2 separate regions of the Zea mays genome follow, and region 2 is linked to region 1. Evidence: chromatin contacts called from public Hi-C data. All regions are on one chromosome and are shown on one strand. The core of a region is the stretch at or near the end of the contact, and the rest is flanking DNA. Distances in the headings are between cores, read along the strand shown.

What was found. A called contact is a pair of places that touch in the nucleus more often than the background predicts.
Region 2: a contact with region 1 is called in a Hi-C map of ear, with 2.4 times the contacts expected there. The contact joins the promoter of LOC100276231 here to the enhancer-like site in region 1. A contact is called at or near these places in 10 of 25 Hi-C or Micro-C datasets (bundle sheath, ear, endosperm and 4 more) and 1 of 3 datasets of contacts at active chromatin or transcription factors (leaf).

What each region holds. Positions count from the first base shown.
Region 1 is chr2:190,809,977-190,814,845 of Zm-B73-REFERENCE-NAM-5.0, forward strand. It overlaps the pseudogene LOC103647477. Among protein-coding and RNA genes, the nearest start is that of LOC100280691, 55 kb to the left of the region's middle. Within about 2 kb of position 3,620, at least 11 of the 20 cell types and tissues checked have an H3K27ac peak or open chromatin away from gene starts, as enhancers often do. A contact at or near this core is called in ear, endosperm and tassel, where this site is marked.
Region 2 is chr2:190,902,452-190,907,706 of Zm-B73-REFERENCE-NAM-5.0, forward strand. It overlaps LOC100276231, which reads left to right and starts at 3,026. Exons shown (of 2, transcript NM_001150069.2): 1 at 3,026-3,502. The coding sequence starts at 3,113.

The sequences.
Region 1 (4,869 bases), core at 2,370-4,869:
AATGTTTTTTCTGTCATAGATGTAGACATAAACGCACGTGTTGTGTAGCGGTAGCCTTTGCGGGGAGGGGGGAATGAGAAAGATAGAACAGGGAATGAGAATGACAGACTACCCTTGCAGTATGTCTGTATATAAACCGATCAAAATTTGTAAACCCTACTCTTAGGGGTAGTTTAGGAACCTTATTTTTCTAAGGTGTTTTTATTTTCGCAAGGAAAATTAGTTCATTTTTTCTTGGGAAAATAAAAATCCCTTAGGAAAATAAGGTTCCAAACTAACCCTTAAAACTATATAAGGGTACAGGGACTCCCCGATCGGTATCTTTACTTACCACGACCAACATCTCTTTAAATTCGAGCATACAAGAGAAGTTATCTAAGTACCACGTACGTGTCTGAACTAATATAAACCGATGTAGCTTAGGGGTATACTACGGACATGAACTGGTATAGAAAAACTCCGTGTCTTGTACTTCCCCGTTTCTTTTTAGTTGTCGCTGGATATTTCAATTTTGTACTATCCAGTGATAACTAAAACGAAACGGAGGAAGTATGCTACTTTTCTCATTCTCTACGCGTCACGTATCTGAACCAATAGAAACCACGTGTCTTGTATGCTACCTTTTTTTTTATTTCTTATACACATATGCTGATCCGTATCGCCGGAGGAGCAAATAATCTGAAAGTTGATGCGCCAGGTAGGAGAAGACTTTGCAATCCATTATTGTGCTTAAGATGTGTCTCATATATCTTCAACTTCGACAACACGGAGAAGATGCAGTTGAGCGCACCAAGATCACCTTATTGGCAGTATGGACTTCATGGCTGATCAGCTTGGAAACTTGCATCTGCAATAACCTGAGCCACATGTGCAAGAAAATGAGCAGCTAGCCACCCTCCTTCTGCATCTGCTTGTTCTTCGTCGAGCTCCACGGGGCCATGGAAGCTGGGCCTGTAGCGCGCTGGCCCATCATATGAACGCACCTCTGCGCTCGGGAGTCGGGAGGCTTCCTTCACCAAGTTTACCTTCGGGACAAGATTTACATGCCTTTTGCAGATCCACGTTTAGTTTCCAATATGGATCCAACATCACTAACATAGCATCTTGACTGAGAAGGGAAGGGACATTGTGATTAGAACCGATTCATCCAGATAATGAACCCTCGACTATATACGGGGCTGCGAGCGACGACGACCCTAAGGTTAATGCCGAATTCGACGACGACACCGCCAATCCGCCCAGGGGGAATTTCTATGATCAGCTGAAATACAACCGCTCGCTTATAAGTTATAAAGGAAAATAATAACGTCTCTAATTAAAAACCATTTATCAAAGTATCCTATGCGTCTTTTATATGAACTTTACAACGCACCAACAAGCGATACATTACTATACTGTGTGTTATGCGTACTACGTAGTAGAGAGCAGAGACCGACCGATGACACATTAAACAACGCTACATGACACTGGTCACTGGAGGCCCGTAGTACGTATATCTATATTCTTCAGAGACCCAGCGCATATCACATGCAGCGCGCACATTTGCGGATCCGCCTTCATGTGGGAGCGCACCGACGAATGTTCTTCCAGCTCCTCCCTATACTAGCCACTAAATAATAAAGCGCTTTACTATTGCTAGATTATTAGCGCGCTTTTGTTCCTGCCGCATTTGCATCTGCATCTGCAAATCGCAAAGCAAGCAGCACAAGCTAGCACTGAAAGACATGCCTGATCTCGTTTGGGCGCCTCTTCGTACGCATACACACATGCACGCATGCAGCAGCTAGCAAACGTGCTGGCAGCGGCAGATGATGCTGTGCGTGGGAGCTTTCTGCATATCTTTCAGTGCGCTACGAGGCGGTACAGATCAGACAGCCAAGACAGACAAGGTGTCGAGGGGAGGCACACAGGCTGCTGGGACGAGGGATCAGCTTCAGCTTCAGCTAGACCGAGAAAGAAAGCCATCCTGGCACAGAAAACCATGCGCGAGTCAGTAGTTAGTATCTGTTTCCATGCCCATCACTATTCCCTAGCTCTAGCTGGCCTCCTACCTCCTCCGCCGGAAGCGTTTCATCATTTCATTTCAGGAGACGTCGAGAGAGGCGGTGTGTTGGCTGATTGGCTCACTGGCTCAAGAGTCAGGATTTCTCATCTCTGGCGTACACGGACGCGTGATTGTGCGTGCTGTTTTGGACTACTAGTGCCATCGCCGAGCCTCAAAGGTTTTGGTCTATCAACAGATTCTTACTCAAGAGAAACAGAATTGATTTGGTGATGCATAGCAGTCTCGTTGAATTAGTCGTGACAAATTAAATATCATGCATGCAAAAGACCCTTATCCTTGGTGGCTGCCCAGTGCCTGATCTTTAATAAAGGCCTTAGGTCATCATCAATTTCTGTTCCATGCATGAGCAACACAATGTTTTTCCAACAAGATCCAATGGGAAGCAAACACCGAAAGATTCCATGCACGTCACAGTAAGTAAAGCTCTAGCAGCTATCCCGTCGTCTTCGATTTGCCTAACGGCTACTGCCTCTCCTATCCTGCTCCTCCTCACAGTCACAGGGCTAGCTCAAACACTAGGCAGCACTACTGGATCGATCCAGCTAGCGATCTTCCACTGTCCACACACTGGACCATCAGGCATCAGCATCTGATTCTATCACACCTCATAACGCACGCGCCAATTCATGCAAGCCCCGCGGCCGGCGTCCCGTTGGCAAAAAAAGCAAGTATTGATTTAGCTAGCGAATAAGAAGCTAGAGGACGTCCTCTCTCACGATGGAGGACATGTAGCAGCAGCTGCAGGCCACCTCGCCGGAACGGCGTCCAGCTGCGGGCGCGCGTGGAACTTGTGGCGGCAGCCGAGGCAGGTGATCTGGAGAAGCGTCGCGTTCACCTGGCGCAAGGCGTGGTCCCGGACCGCGTGGGCGCGGCTCAGCTCCACCTGCGCCTGCCGCCGCATCCGCTTGGCGCTCGCCAGCTCCCGCTCGGCCAGCTCCGCTTGCCGCTTCGCCTGCGCGCGGGCTTCGTCCGCCGCCGCCTTCTCCGCCACAGCTTGCCGCAGCTGCTCCCGCGCCTCCTCCTCCCTCGCTGCGGCCAGCACCTCGTCGCCCGCGTCCCCGCAGACGCCGATGGACAGCTGCAGCTGCATGGCCATGGCGGCGGCGTGGCTCTGTGACGGAGCCGCCGGAGTACGTGGTGGCGCGTCACCGCCCGCGCCGCTGCAGGACGGCGGCATGAGCTGCAGCTCGAGGTTGTGCCCGCCGCGGTGGTGGACCGATGGCGGTGGTGTCCGCGGCGACGGGACTTGTTCGAACCAGTGGAACGCGGCGGTCGATGCAGGGCTTGGAATCGCCGGTGCCGGACCGGCGGGCCAGGCGGCCACCGGGCTGATGGCAATGTCGCTGGACGGGCTGGTGCTCGACGCGGTCCTCGACAGTGACATGGCCGGCGGCGCCTGCTGCTGCGACCCGGCACTAGCAGCAGCCACACCGGCGCCCGCCCGTGCCTGCCCGGCGTTGCAGCTATCCTGGTGCTCTATGAAGCTCTCCACACTGCACATTGGATAGAGACATCATCAGATGAGCCTGGGTCTGCACAGATGAGCACTAATAATCATCAAATTTTCGACGTAGTATACAGGGCTCCCGGGTCCCGGCCTGCCTATAGAAAACACTCCCGTACAGTATCATCTGGAAAAAAAAGGGGGGGAACATTTTGGCTACTAGTAGTACATAGTACATGAGTGCAAAAGACCAAAGATGCCTGCGCGCGTGAACTGAACTCAAGAACAAAAGCCAAGAGCGTAAGCAGAGAGACTTTATTGCATGTGTGAGCAGAATTAACGTCGCTGCTGCTAGGTGCTAGCACGGCGAGAGGATCCAAAGAGGCCGGCTGGCCTCGGAGTCAGCTTGTCAGGCTTGGAGTTTTGGGCCCTGGCGGGGCTGCCGGCTGCGGCGCTACGCCGTGCAGCCATCGAGTGGCGCGCCAAGACGACGCTGGCCTTTGCCCTTCGCCGCGCTGCCCGCTGCAGCGCGGGCACAAAGCCGAAACCCCCAGCAAAAACTTGCAGAACCGTGGAAGCAATAGGAAACTCCCAGCAAGGGAAAGGCCACCACCGACATTGATGCGCACGATCGACACACACAGCTCTGCCCTCGGGAGTTGTGCTCTGATCCACCCTGCCGCCCTTTCCTTTCCCTTGTTTAATGCCGCAATAAAGCAGACATCCCAAAAAGAGAGCGGAGCCGGAGCCGCCGCCGCCGCCGGCAATGTACAGTGTGATGTAAGGTACTCCCCAGAGCCCCGGCCCCCCCGGCTGCCGTGCAGCTGGGGTGGGGTGGTGAACCAAACAGACGAAATAAAAAGAAAGGTGAGAAAAAAACATATTCTGATTTTAGGGTAAGTCTGAGAACTCTATTTTTTTCAAAGAATTCCTATTTTCTTAGAAAAAATAAACAAATTTTAGAAAAATAGAAATCACTTGGAAAAATAGGATTTCCAAACTAACTAGTCCTTAATAGTTTTTCTAATCTTTATGAGAGGCAGAGCTGAGCAGTATGGACTGGAGATAGGCTGTTGAGCGAGCCAAATGAATGATCACTAGGAGAAGTTGGTTACTTTACCGTGAGAAGACGCGGCCGCAGTCGCAGGAGTGGCCGCGGGTGCCGCAGGTCTTGAGGTGGGCCTTGTAGTCGGAGTGGACGGCGTAGGCCTTGGAGCAGCGGGCGCAGGCCCACTGGCGCTGGCCGCTGTGCTTGCGGCGGAAGTGCTTCTTGATGCCGACGAGGTCGCCCAGCGCGTGGGAGGGGTGGTGGTGCAGGCAGCTGGGCTCCGGGCACACGAAGACCCGCTTCCGCGCCGCC
Region 2 (5,255 bases), core at 1,776-4,275, 92 kb after region 1:
ATTCCTTGTATATGACTCAGCTGCAGTTTTCAGCATTGGTAAACCTGAGATATAAGTAATAGGACTAGAATATCGTGACTTATGGTCATCATCCAACTCATTCTCGCGGAGATGTTTGGCACAATTCTCACATTCTTCAAGGAGTTCCGAAAGACAAAGTTTTCTACGGAACCGTTTCTTAAAAACATTGTTCATACCCTCGCTCCTTTGGGTTGTGGTCATATCAGCAGTAAAAGAATCACGAAAGACTGCAGCCTAGTGCGCCCTCAACTCATATAGGTTGCTTAACCACGAGTTGTCCTTCAACCCATATGTTTCCAACAAATCAGTCCACATCTTATCAAAGGATGCCACAGAACTCTCTTCATAAACACATTTCTTAAAATCAGCAAGAAACTTAGGATGGTCCTTCATTACTTGACTGAGATGTTTTGCAGCATTTTGATAAATGTGCCACAAACAAAGGTGATGCCTTGTATTTGGTAAAACAATTCTAATTGCTGCTGACATGGCCGCACATTGATCAGTGAAGATTGTGCTAGGATGCTTGCCTGACATAGCTGCTAGAAATGTATTAAATAGCTAGATAAATGATTCAATTGTTTCATTATATAAGAGTGCAGCCCCAAAAATAATTGTCCGCTTATGGTGGTTAGTCCCAAGGAGCGGAGCAAAGGGCATTTCAAACTTATTTGTTTGAAATGTGGTGTCAAATGACACGGCGTCACCAAAGCATGCGTAATCCATGATAGCTTGACCATCTGCCCAGAAGAAATTAGCTATCCGACCATCTTCTTCATCTAATTGTATGGCGTAAAAAAAAGCTGGATCCTCTAATTGTTTATTCTTCAAGTATTCTAATAGTATCTGTGAATCATTGGCTGGCAAATACTTCTTGCGCTCACGTCCAATTAGATTATTGCAATCCATTCGTGAGAAGGGTACATTTTCAGCTCCTCCATACCAGTGCTTGAAAACTCATACATTTCAGCTGGCTTTATTCCAGCTTGTCGTATTTGACCAATAAGTAATTTGTCTGCCTCTTGTATCTGTCGATGGGGCCTCAGTTTGTGTACCTTGTTTGGACTAGCAAGATAATGATTATGTTCAAGAACAACCTTTTGTACTGTCCAGACCTCCTCTCGGCTAACACTGAACTGGACACGAGCATGACAACATGTTCTTGTGGTAGCATTTTCTTTCAAAGTATCATGTTTTGAATGTTTACCTTTTTCTCCTTCCTTGCTGCAAACTATATGTTTCTGATAGATAGTTCCATCAACTCTTCGTCTTGCATTGCTTTTTGTAATACTAAAACTGATCTTCCTAGCATAGGAGTTGTACATCTCATATGCATCTGCCTCTGATTTGAATGCCATTCCAACTTCAGGTACAATTGCATCTTCACTGTTATCTCGCTGCATAAAGAGATATAAATTAAAATGGTGAAACTACATAATAGATAACATCATGTCATATATTATATTACCTGGATAGTAGGTTGATCGTCAGACGTCATAGGATTCAGCAACCTTGAAGTGAAGTTGGTGGAATTTGGCGGCATCACTTCCGCCATCGAGATGTTGGAAGCACCAGCAATATGCTCCATAGCAGGGGTTGAGGATGACCTTGATCGTGAAACACCACAATATTCAATCTCCTACAGTGAAACCTTGGCTGTTGTGCGCTCCAGAATGACGATGGGAGGTCGCCGCAGCTTGTGGATCGAAACTGTGTAGCAGCGGAGAAAATGCGGAAACGGTGATGGTCTGATCCTAATTTCACGCAGCAAACGCAATCCGGCTCTGCCTCAAGGAACGGCTGGCTAGGCTCGATTAGCCATGTCATCAGCGGCTCGATTAGCTGGCATCATTAGCTATTGATTTTGGACGCCTGTCGTGCATCGAAGTGATGCCGCACGATTGACGTCTTGCGTCAGCGGTGCATAGAATTTTATTCCGTGATCTTCTACTGCAATTTGTCAAAACACCCTGAATTCACGGATTCTCTCTCGTCACCGTCTCTATTTACATTACACGCGCCTTCTACTTGAAGGGCCGTTTCGTTTGCGCGCATAAACCCGCGGCCGCGGGAGACCACACTGCTTGTCGAGTGTCGACCGCACCGTACGTGGAGAATTCCAGATGAGCACGATGGAGGGTTGGCTCAGTATGATAGCGAACCATACTTTTCGTACGAACTTGCAATCGGATCGCAGATTCGGACGGCGGAGCCTTGGCGTCTTGCTGAACTCCGACGATAGCGTGCGCAACAGGGATGGCGAAGCCGTTGGTGAGTACGCTGGAGGCTCGATTTCTTGCAGCTCTATAGCTAAGAAAAGCGATGCCGGGTCTGATGCCATGTGTGCTGGTCTGCTGGATATGCTCTAACAGTCATCCCCTTGGTCGATGAACTCCCTTATATTTCCAGTAAAGAAAAGACAGCAGCCAACGCTACCAAAATCCTGCCGGAGATACACTTGTTTCGGCCGATTGCTTGTACCCCCAGTGATGATGCATGATGGATCGGTGAACGACGGCATAAGCGATCGCCCCCAGCAGCTCGCACATCACGGCTCGCATGTTCACGCCCGCTGTCTCCACTCCACCGCCGAGCCGAGCTGGGCCTGGGCGTGTGCTTCACATGCACCGTGTACCCGATCAAGTCAGGTAGAGGTAGTCACCAGCTAAGGGCTTATTCGGTTATTTACAATACACATGAATTGGATGTGATTAGAAAAAAAAAATAAGAAGAAGTTTGAATTATTTGAGATTCAAACTCATCCAATACCACTCAATCCACATGAATTTAGAGCTAACGGAACAAACCCTAAGAAGGCTCACTCGGTCACACGTCCGCGCCACCCCAAAATAACGGTGAAACGTAAATGAGTGTGAGCATCGAAGAGAACGCTCACTCACTCCATCACTACAAACGGCAAGGCTCACGGGCAGCGTGTACGCGCATCGATAGCATTCTTGGCGTCGCTCGCCATAAGAAGCTAACCGCGCCACACTGGCCCCCCCTACCCTGCATCCCTACTGTATGCTACGAGACTACGACACTGCTGTCCCTGCCTGCACCCTGATCCAGTTCCCGGTAGCATACCACCATGGGCCTCTGCATATCCGTGTCTCTCTGGAAGGAGAAGCTCTACGGCGCCGACGGCAGCAGCCGGTCAGTGCAGTGTCGCGTCGTCCATGAGGTTGCCGGCGTGGAGAGTGGTGACTGCGAGTGCGGGAACTTGGGAAGCGACGCCGACGCGCTGGGGGTAGAGCACAAGGCGGCGGCGGCGGCGGCTCCGGCGGCCATGGGCGTGAAAAGCGGTGGAGTGGAGGGAGCTGCCGCTGCCGTGTCGGGTGGCACTCCTGTGCGGCCGATATGGCAGAGGAGGGTGCTGATGGGCGTCAAGTGCCAGCTGCCGCGGTTCAGCGGGATGGTACTCTACGACGAGAGCGGCCGGCCGGTGTGCACTGGCGTCCGGGACAGAGCTCGTGACCAGGTGCGTTCGACGCCTCTTTGCTTAGCTAGTTGACGTCAACAAAATGCACTGACGGTCTGACGCGACTTGAACGATAAATGTTCAGGGTGTGGTTCTTCCTTTGTTCTATCCAATTAATCTACAACGTGCATTCCAAAATATAATACTGGCCTTTTGGCTTTGGTCTGAAGTATTCAGATACTGTTTCTGTCAAAAAAAATTGCCATCTTTAGAACTGTGGTAAAGTATGCCATCAAATTTATATAAAAATTATGAATTTGTCGTACTAAAAAATGTCATTAGATTTATCATAAAATATACTTTAATAATATATGTATTTATCATTATAAACATTAATACTTGTATTTATATATTTGATCAAATCGCATTTACTTTAACCAAGAATGCACCTCAAGTTGCATATTTTTTATAATAGAGGTAATAAATGTTAGAGTGGACGCACAAAATTGTTCAACCTATAAATTTAAACTGAAAGAAAAGGAGGGGCAATTCAATTATATTTATATTCCAATACCTCTCTCATTCGAGCATCTATTTGGTCTCAGATATGGAATATGAGCAAACAACAATTATTTTATTTTACTTATGCTAACCAAAATTCGAACTTGTGACCTCTGTCTCTGATACCATGTTAGAGTGGACACATTAATCAGTTAATCAGAAACTTAAGCTAGTAGGAAAGTATAGATAATTTATTTATATTATATTCCAACAATACATACTATGGCCATGTTTGGTTCATTTAGTCACCTAACTAAAGTTTAGTCACTAAAGTTTGTTTAAAAACTGATTTTATTATTTTTCTAAAATCAAGATCTATCTAATGGTATATAGTTTAGAGTTGTTTGAAACTTGTATGGCTTTTATTTATAGTTTCTTACCGATTGTTACTCTTGATACATATATTCATAATTCGTCGGAGAACTTGACAAGGATCAGGAGGATACCAATTATGTTGATTATGTCGAGAGGAGTACGATAAGAATACATGTGACATGTCACCATACACTTCTTAATTATGTGTAGACATATGCTATTAGATTTTCTAGTTCTTTATCTAAGTGTATGATGATGATTTTATTACTGCATTACATTATCTTATATTGATTATAACCCCCTACATTATGTTAAAATATCTTATACATTATTACTTAAAATATAATGAGTCAAGTTATATGGCTAGTTCTACGCTCCATAGTTTGATGTGTGATATTGTTTTATGCTTACTGATGTGTTTTCAATCAGATAGTTTCGTTTTGTGGCGTACTAAGTTGTCACTTTCTGGCTATATGTATGTGTGTGCAGTGCTTATCACTTGTGTTTATGAGATATTGCTTTTAATGCTTTTGTGAAATACGTTTTGATACTTTAGGAATTTATGAATATTTATATATTATCACCAATTTCATGTGGATGTAAGCTTTTACGAATTTTTAAAAATCAAATGAGGGTACATGTTGTGATTTTACTGATCATATTTTAGATTTTGATCTTTTGTTTTTGAATTATCGATATCGTTTTTTTTTGTTTTCAAAGTTATCATTCTCGATTTCGTTTTCCGAGAAAAAAAATTAAAAAAACTATAATAATTCTAGTGTTACATACCATTGTCGACAATTTTCATTCCTAGATGTAACATATGATCCTAATAACTAACAGCTTATATGCTAGAGCGTTCTATTTTTTTAAGTTCACAGCCGGTATTCATCGACAAACCGGATTCAGACGGTTTTAATGACAAATTTAAGCTCGG